2 separate regions of the Sus scrofa genome follow, and region 2 is linked to region 1. Evidence: chromatin contacts called from public Hi-C data. All regions are on one chromosome and are shown on one strand. Each heading gives the region's core, a stretch centred on a gene start, on an enhancer-like site or on the middle of the called end of the contact. The rest is flanking DNA. Distances are from core to core; before and after follow the strand shown. Region 1 holds the start of EHD4 (EH domain-containing protein 4). Region 2 holds the start of JMJD7 (jumonji domain containing 7).

The links. A called contact is a pair of places that touch in the nucleus more often than the background predicts.
Region 2: a contact with region 1 is called in a Hi-C map of embryonic fibroblasts, with 2.1 times the contacts expected there. The contact joins the promoter of JMJD7 here to the promoter of EHD4 in region 1. A contact is called at or near these places in 2 of 47 Hi-C or Micro-C datasets (embryonic fibroblasts and heart right ventricle) and 2 of 2 datasets of contacts at active chromatin or transcription factors (alveolar macrophages and skeletal muscle).

What each region holds. Positions count from the first base shown.
Region 1 is chr1:129,372,489-129,377,027 of Sscrofa11.1, forward strand. EHD4 (EH domain-containing protein 4) reads left to right here and starts at 2,027. Exons shown (of 6, transcript XM_021097351.1): 1 at 2,027-2,427. The coding sequence starts at 2,192.
Region 2 is chr1:129,531,384-129,535,922 of Sscrofa11.1, forward strand. It overlaps JMJD7 (jumonji domain containing 7), which reads right to left and starts at 1,903. Exons shown (of 8, transcript NM_001204244.1): 1 at 1,839-1,903. The coding sequence starts at 1,902. It overlaps MAPKBP1 (mitogen-activated protein kinase-binding protein 1), which reads right to left. Exons shown (of 32, transcript XM_021097365.1): 32 at 2,152-4,539. The coding sequence ends at 4,342.

The DNA.
Region 1 (4,539 bases), core at 777-3,276:
TCCTAGTCGGATTCGTTAACCACTGCGCCACGATGGGAACTCCTCATTTTTTATTTTTTATTTTGTCTTTTTGGGGTCATACCCACAGCATATGGAGATTCCTAGGCTAGGGGTCCAATCCAGGCTACAGCTGCCAGCTTACACCACAGCCACAGCAACACAAGATCTGAGCTGAGTCTGCGACCTACACCACGGGTCAAGGCAACGCCAGATCCTTAACCCACTGTCAGGGATCAAACCGGCATCTTCATGGATGCTAGTCAGGTTCGTTAACCGCTGAGCCACAACAGGAACTCCTCATTTCTTTTTAGCTGAATAATATTCCACTGTCTAAACATACCACAGTTTGTTAATCCATTCATCTAGTTAAGGACACCTTAGTTGCTTCCAAGTTGAGACATTTCGGAATAAACTTCTGTAAATATTTGTGTGTGGCTTCTGTGTTGACATAAGTTTTCAACTTATTTGGGTAAATACCAAGAAGAGCAATTTCTGGATCCCATGGCAAGAGTATGTTTATATGGGTTTGTGTTTTATGTACTTAAAAAAACAATGAAGGCTTTACTTTTTTGTTGAGAAACCTACCTTTTTAAAATAATTTTTCTTTTATTTTAATTAGGCTTTTCCCTTCCAAAATTTTACAAATCTTCAGTAGCTTCTGAAGTAGTAGTTCTCCTTCTAGTAGATCTGTGGTGTCATTTTGACATTTCAGTCTTTGCTTTATTTTAACATAAAGCAGACATCTAACTTCATTTTCTCTTGGCTTTCTTTTCACTTCCCTGGTTACATATAGCTCCCTCTAAATATTTTATCCACACAACTCTAAAGGAGTTCCCATTTTACAAACAAGGAAACAGAGGCAGCGAGGAAACTCATTGCATTTAAAGTCACATAGCCATTAGTTTATATAGTCAGAATTCAAACCTAGTTCTTTTGATGACAAATCCTGTTTGCTCCACACAGCTTTGGTACTCAAAGTATGATCCATGGAAAAGCAGCATTGACAGAACTGGGAGACTGTTAGAAATGCAGCCTTGGGTTCCATCCCATACTCTGATTCAGAATCTGCATTTCTATCAAGTTTGACAAGCACTGTAGTGCATCCTCTTTCCCCAAAGTAAAGGTACACAGAATCACCTGGGGCTGCTTGTTGAGCTTCATTCCTCCTCAATGTTTTAACTCAGAAGGTCTGGGGTGATGACCAGAAATCTGCATGTTAACAAGCATCCGAGGTGCCTCACCACCACCACACTTGAGAAACTCTCTAAAACAACAGAGAACTATTCTAAAACTGTAACCTAGGGTACCAAAAATGATGGCTGATTATTTCTTCTAATTTCAATTTAGATGTGTCCTTTTCACCTGAAAAAGAGATTGGCTAGAAGGTAGCAGTAACTCTTTTCATGTCAATGTGTGGAAAATAGATTGTAATCATGAGGATGATGACTAAATCTTCGATTTTACAGAAAATTAAAGAAAACAAAGGGCAAAAGGCCTTCGATGGAGCCAGAATTTAGTAGAGGCAGCTGTGGATATGTAGGAGAACCATCTACCTAGGTAGATTGAGGCTGCGTACCTTACTTCAAATTTTATCAATTATGTGTCTTCACAACTAAAACGAGGTTTATAATAACCTGCCAGTGGGTAGAAAGAACCTGTTTGTCAACTTTCTGAACTTTTGCCCCTAGTGTCGACGTCCATAGGGCTGCGATGAGTAAACGCTCCGGGAGACTAAGCAGCCTCTGCAGGCTTGTTTTCTACCAGCTCAGATTTGCCCGGAAGCCGACGCCACCTGGCCAGAGGTGGAGCCCCGGCGACCCAAGCAGGCCCCTCGGCGGGTCAGTCTGTGCCTGAGGGTTCGAGAAACACCCTCTGCCCCGCCCAGTCCTTCCGAAGGTCTCCGTCATCAATAATTCATTAAGAGCCTCCTCTCCATTGGCTAGCGCCTCCACCCGCGCTGGCAGCGGCCCAATGAGGAACGAGTTGAGAGAGCTCTTCTGAATAGTGAACGAGCTCACGTGACGTAGCGACCGGGGATTGGCTAAAACGGCGCGAGGCGAGACCAGTCCGGGCGGGCGTGGTTAGGGCAGCTCGGTGTTGCCGGGGAGGGTCGAACCCGGAGGAGGGTCGGAGCTCGGAACCAGGACCGAGAGGGCGAGCGCGGGGCTCGGACGGGTGGACCGGCGTCAGGATGTTCAGCTGGATGGGGCGGCAGGCAGGCGGGCGGGAGCGCGCGGGCGGCGCGGACGCCGTGCAGACGGTGACGGGCGGCCTGCGCTCGCTCTACCTGCGCAAGGTGCTACCGCTGGAGGAGGCGTACCGCTTCCACGAGTTCCACTCGCCCGCGCTGGAGGACGCCGACTTTGAGAACAAGCCTATGATCCTGCTGGTGGGCCAGTACAGCACCGGCAAGACCACCTTTATCAGGTAACCGTCCCCGCCCGCCTCTCACCCCTGCCTGGACCCGTCTCCCACCACCTACGTGGAGACGGTCCTCCCCACGTGTGTGCGTGTTGTCACTAGCCTTTCGCCGTCCTCGGACCTCCTGCTGTGCCCACTTTCCCCTTGAAGGACCCCTCTCGTAGCTGCTTCTTCCTCCAGCATCGGCGTGACCACAGGTTCCTTGTCTGAGTGCGGTGCCCGGGTGTCCGAAGCCCCGCCTGGGGCGCGGCCGCCGGAGTAGGGACGCTGCCTGAAGTGTCCTCGGAACTCCTCCGCGAACTCTGAGCCCTCCTTCCTTGCTTTTGGAAAGGCAGTTCTCTGGCTAGCTTTATCTTGTCACCATAGCCCGGGGACCCGGAAAAGGGAAGGAAAGCAAGGCTACAATAAGCACTTTCCTGATGAGCGAGTGAGGCCCAGGGCTGGTAATGGGGACAGAGGTGTGGGATATCAGAATGTGTTATGAGTCAAACTGGCAAAGTTAAACCCCTAGCACAGTGCCCGGCGTATAACTTTATTATGAATGAATGAATGAATGAATGAATGAAAACAGAATATTGCCCGCCCCCTTCCCTTGCAGTTCTTCCATGCTGCCCCCCCACCACGGGGTTGGGCGTTGGGAGATGGGGTAGAGGCCGCCTTGATCCTACACTTGCACAGCCTCCCTTTATCCTGCCACAGGAAGTTAGCTGTGTGGAGCAGCCGCGCCAGCGCTCAGTGGAACTAAGGGGGAGTGTCATGTTACTATTCGTTAGTTTCCATTTCTTAGATGGGTCATTCCCTCCTCCCTCGCCCTTGACAACTGAAAATATTTGTCATGCTTGCTGTGTCTCTAAAAGCAAACAATTACTGTGCATGCCTTGACAGTTCAAATCATATAGTTCCAGAAGTGATTTTTGATGGGAAATAATTTATGTGGAAACAGATTGCCTTTTGAAGAGACTATTTTATTTTTAAAGCAGCTGGTATATTAACACTAACTTTCTTTGGTTGGGAGACTTATTTTCCTGGTTTTAACTCTGTGTCAGTTGAAACAAAGTGACTGATCATTTAATTTAAGGTTTTGGCCCATGGCTTTTGAAATGGTAACAGTCTCTTCATTGATGTTCAACAGGTGTTCAGAAAACTGCAGCTATATTTGGATACAAGCCATTTCTATTTAGTAGCGGCCTCTTTTCCTCCACTCCAGTGACCTAAATAGTTCCTACAAATAGAGTAGTTGTCACTACAGAAAATATGTTCAATCCAGGTCTGCAGAGATACTATGAATGAACTCAACAAAGCAAATATATTATATTGAAATATAGTTCTAGACAGTAAATTGAATGTGAAGAAAATAATTTTGAATTGCTTTATTTGATACTTATTAATAGGCTGAAAAGAATATTAACTGTCACCTCGCCAACACTCAGAATGAACCATAGGAATATTACAATAATTGAAACCTTGAAAGATGATAGACACTACCTTTAAGATCTCTATAATACTAACCAGTTTTTAAGTATATGGGCCAATGAAGTGTTATGACCAAGTAGTACAAGAGGGGGAGGTGGACCTACTCTTGGAAATATACAGATAAAGGGTAAGAAGGTAGCATTGTTATAATTGTAGTCTCAGACATTAGTGGTGGCATGTTCACAGCACCCCAGGTTGTTCTTCCCTCTGTCCTTGTGGTGGGGGCTTTATCATGGGGTCAGGGAGCTGCTGTTGACACTGCTAATCTGGATGTGATGTGGCCCTCTCTCTGCTCCCACAGACTGGCTAACAAGCAAGCCTGAGGCAGGAGAACAAATCCACAGGAACATGAATTGATCTTTTTTTTCCCAGTTTACTATTTCATTATATTATTTCCCACTCTTCTCTTTGTTTCATCATTTGGGGGAGTTTTGTGGAATAGCTAAGCATAGTTTGAAGAAAAATTTCAAGATCTGGCAACTCCATCCAAATGAACCACTTCTCAGGAGGCAACAGAGACCCATGTGCAACACCAGGGTGAGGAAGGAGTTGCCTTATCCAGAAGTCACTTGCTCTGGAGACCTTCCCTGGCTTAGGTGACTTTGTTGTTAGGCAGCAGGCACAAAAGCAGACCTCCGAGGGTAG
Region 2 (4,539 bases), core at 653-3,152, 160 kb after region 1:
CACTGAAATCACAATAGCAATTCCACCTCAATTCTTACTTGAACTTGTAGCCTCTACCCCAGCCCCACATCCTGAGCCTCATTTTGCTTTTTTTTTAATCCCATGGCACTTATCTTGCAACCCACTTTTTCTATATTGTTTACTTATTTCAACGTGCCTATGGTTGACTGTCTCCTCACTTAGAATGTAAGCTCTATGAGGAGTTCCCATTGTGGCACAGCGGAAACGAATCCAACTAGGAACCATAAAGTTGTGGGTTCAATCCCTGGCCTCGATCAGTGGATTAAGGAACTGGCATTGCCATGAGCTGTGGTGTAGGTCACAGACGCTGCTTAGTTCACAGACGCTGCTCAGATCTGGTGTGGCTGTGGTGTAGGCCGGCAGCTATAGCTCTGATTAGACCCCCTAGCCTGGGAACCTCCATATGCCACGAGTGCAACCCTAAAAAGCAAAAAAAAAGAATATAAGCTCAGAGTTCCCTGTGGCGCAGTGGTTAACAAATCCGATGAGGAACCATGAGGTTGCGGGTTTGGTCCCTGGCCTTGCTCAGTGGGTTAAGGATCCGGCGTTGCCATGAGCTGTGGTGTAGGTTGCAGACGTGGCTCAAATCCCGCATTGCTGTGGCTCTGGCGTAGGCCTCAGCTACAGCTCCCATTAGACCCCTAGCCTGGGAACCTCCATATGCTGTGGGAGTGGCCCAAGAAATGGCAAAAAAAAAAAAAAAAAAAAAAGGAATGTAAGCTCTACGAGGGTAGAGATTTGTTTTGTTCAGTGATATAAGTGATAAAGCCTAAACATAATGAACAGAGCCTGGCACACTTAGTGCTTACTAAGGACTTGTTAAATACTCAAGGTATTCGTTACAGTATTGAAAATAAACTGGAAATGACCTAAATGCCTACCAATAGTGGGCTAAGTAAACTGCAACACTAGTAACAGGTGTGGAAAAGACTGAGGTAGCGTGATATGAAATGATTTTCAAGATACACAGAAGAGTGTGCTTAGCAGGCAACCATTTATATAAAAACGGAGACATACAGTCAGTCATACGTGGGTGTGGATATTAACAGTGTACTTCTGGATGAGGCACACTGGAGCCTGGGATGGGAGGGAATTTATAAGTCTGCTGTTATTTAATAGATATTTATTTTTAGCTCCTTTATTGTTTTCTTTGAAGGATGCTGGAGATGTCTAGCAGACGTATATCTTGTTCTGGTCAGGTTTACAGTCTAGTTGGGTATATTAGATTAACATGTACAAGTGACAAGTGATGTAAAGCAGAAGGTATATAATAGTTGCAAAAGGGAAAACAGATAATAGAATTCAGTGATAGGGAAGCTCAATTAGGGCTGAAATTTTCTAGGACAGAGTTAGGATTAAAGGTTGGTTTTGAAGAACTGAATAGGTTTGGGGGCTTTACGGGAAAGGCTTCTAGGTCAAAAGAACAATATGAGCGGAGGCAGAGACCAGCAAGATGAGTCCGCTGTTTTTTAAACCAGGTCCCTGTGTTACTATTCGGTGATAAGAAACTACTTGAAAATAGAAAAAAGAAAATAAGGTAGAGAGGGAGAAAAATAAAAACCCAGCAGAGGAAGAGCCAGGGATCACCAGCACAGCCGCCTCCAATCCTCCCAAAAAGTCTGTAGTGCTCCCAGCTTGGAGGAGTCTTTTCCTGAGTGAAGAGTAGAGTTCAAAGAGAGTGAACCGACCACCTTAAAGCCTTCACAACAGGAAAGGGTGGGAAGGGCCACGACAGAATGTCTGGGACCCGGTTCCCAGCAAGTCCCTCCAGGGTCTTGAGGTTGCTCGGAGGTCGGTCGACCAGCCACCCAACTCACCTCTCGCCGCAGCCGGGAATTCTCGTAACTCCCTGCGCACGGCGTCCAAAGCCGCTTCCGCCATGACGCCGCTGCCGCCCGAGGCTCCGCCCTCTCCCCTTAAGGCCCCGCCTCCGCTCCGAGGCCCCGCCCCTCCCTGCGGCTCACGCATTCCGCCAGGCTCCCAGCGGCGTCCCCTCCACTCTCCGCCAATGAAGTCTGCGCCTCCAGCCTCCCCCACACCCCCAATCCCCACCTCCTCAGACGACTGACTCCACCCCACCTGACGGGACACTGCGCCTTCTCTCGCCTGCCTCACTCGCAGGCATCCTAGTTAGCAAATGATTGTGTTTATTGATGAGTTCATACATCAATACAAACGGACATGTTAAAAATAGCCTCTGCCCCTTGAGACCTGGGGAGGAGGGAAGCGCCACGGCCTGGACAAAGTATAAAAGTTATAAATAAGGGGCTTTCGAAACTGGGTCAGGGCAAATCTGAACGGGGGCAGTGACAGCTGCCGGTAGCCTCACACATGCAGAAGGGGATGAGCGCCGGCCACAAGACCCCACCCCCACGCCCCCGGCGCCGGGCTGTGGGTAGGGAAAGGGCGGCCACCTCCTCACAAACCTTGGCAGGAGTGTAGTTCCTTCCTCGTGAAAGAGACTGGATGGCGAAAAACCCAGCTCAGATCCCCACTTGGAGTGGGCGGCTGGTGTGCAGGTTAGGGGTACAGTAGGAGTGGGTTTCTAACTCTGACAAGGGAGCTGCAGCCCTGCCCGGGATCCACCCTCAGCTTAGTGAGCATTCTCAGGCCAGTTCTTTGCAGCTTGGCCATGCAAGTGGTGGTAGTAGAGAATAGTGAGGGTGAAACAGCTTTCACCTGTTCAGGTGCACGCAGCCTGACAGAAACAGAGCTGTGCATGCTTCAGAATCCAATTTCATTCTAAGCCTCCACCTCTAGAGCCAGCAAGGCCCAAAGGCCAGTCCGTGGGGATAATGGGCTTTTGGGGCCTGGAGCTGCAGTAGAGCTACCCTGACTTACCGGAAGCAGAGGGAAGCAGTTGGGCCCAGAGACACATGTTCTTCACCCCAACTCTTCAACAACTGCTTCACCACCTGGTCCTACTCTATCTACTTGCCCACTGTGCCCTATCTCCTTCCCCTACACCCCAAATCTGCCCTTCTAATTCTAATCTATCCCCTCACCTCTACCACTTACCTGTCCCACCTACCACCTTTCCAGTGTGTCTCTTGGCCCTTGCTGCAGTCCCATGTGCCTCCCTCTCCTCAACCTCCAGTATCTAGCACCCACTGCTGTCTTTGGGGAGGCTCCTTCTACCCAAGCCAGACACTCTATGGGCCATCTCACATCAGCTAGGCTGTGGACACCAAGAATCCAAAATTCAGGCTTCCATGAAAAGGGATGCAACTCAGTGTGTTCCATCCCTTTTCATGTTCTTTGATAAGAGACAGGATGGTGAAGCTAGGGCAGGACATGAGAGGAAACCAGGTGCACATCAGCCAGCCAAGTGCTCTAACAGTGAACATTCAATGTGTGTGTGTGTTACTTCACCTGTGGCCAAGGTCTTTAGAAGGTGGGCCAGTGCCCTGTAAACCATAAGGGACATTCCAACACAGACTTCTGACTAAGCATCACTCAGGACATGGGGAGAAGGTGGCCTCGGCTCCAGCAGCCTGCTGGGGACCAGGGCTGGAGGCCAGGGAAGGCCAAGGGGCTGAGGAAAGGTAGGCCAGGGCTTCTTGTTTGCCCAGCAGAGGGCTTTACTGTCCTGCAGCAATGTCCCATAGCTGGCATCACAAGTTCCGGCCAGGAGAAAGGGGGCACCGGAAGAGACAATGCTAAGACCCTCTGTAGGGGGAATGGGAGTGGAATGTGGGGGCTCAGGCCTTGATACCAACTCAAGCCTCCTGATGGCTGGGAGCTCTGGTGCCCCGGAGGGCCAGAGGACTCGCCTTTCTGAACTGCTAGGAGGTGGGGAAAACAGATAACCCCCACCCTGGCAGCCAGGGGAGTGCAGCTGGTGTGGGGGGGAGTGGAGGTAGAGGTGACGCTCCGCTGTTGGCTAAAGGGCACGGATACCAGACGACTTCGCACCTCTACCCCACTGAATACCCTGTGTGTGCTCCACCCCAGGGAGCTGATCCCTGCAGTAATTTCAAATGGCTTCTAAGAAGAGAGGGCCAGCCTTTCCTGATTTCCCCCAGAGGGGGCAGGCTGCCCTCCTACTCCTCACAGCACCAAGATGACAAAGATCCAAGACCTACCCCTGCATGAGCCACTGGCGGGGCTGTGGAGGCAGGAGTTCCAAGAAAGTGAGGCAACAGTCAGGGAAATAAATTAATAAATACAAGGGCCCCACGAGGAGCAGCTGGGAGAGCTGCTTCCTCTCTGAGCACTGATCCCTGCTCTCCACTCCAAGCATCCCCACAAGTTTTGATGGAGTGGAAGAGAGGCTACATCAAATAGGGGGAGCATTCACTTGAGACAGGCTTCTGGACCTCAGAGTCTGCGTTCCATGCGCCGTTCCACGGCTCGAAGCAGCAGCTCTGAGTATTGCTCGAGCAGGGCCTGTGTCTGCTCAGCCCCCACGGCCCCAGGGCTTCCGGCCGGGCTGGACATCACTGCCCCAGCCAGGCCTTCTAGCTCTTGCCGCACTGAAGAGAAGGTGTTTCTCAGGAGCTGGGTCATGCGACTTTG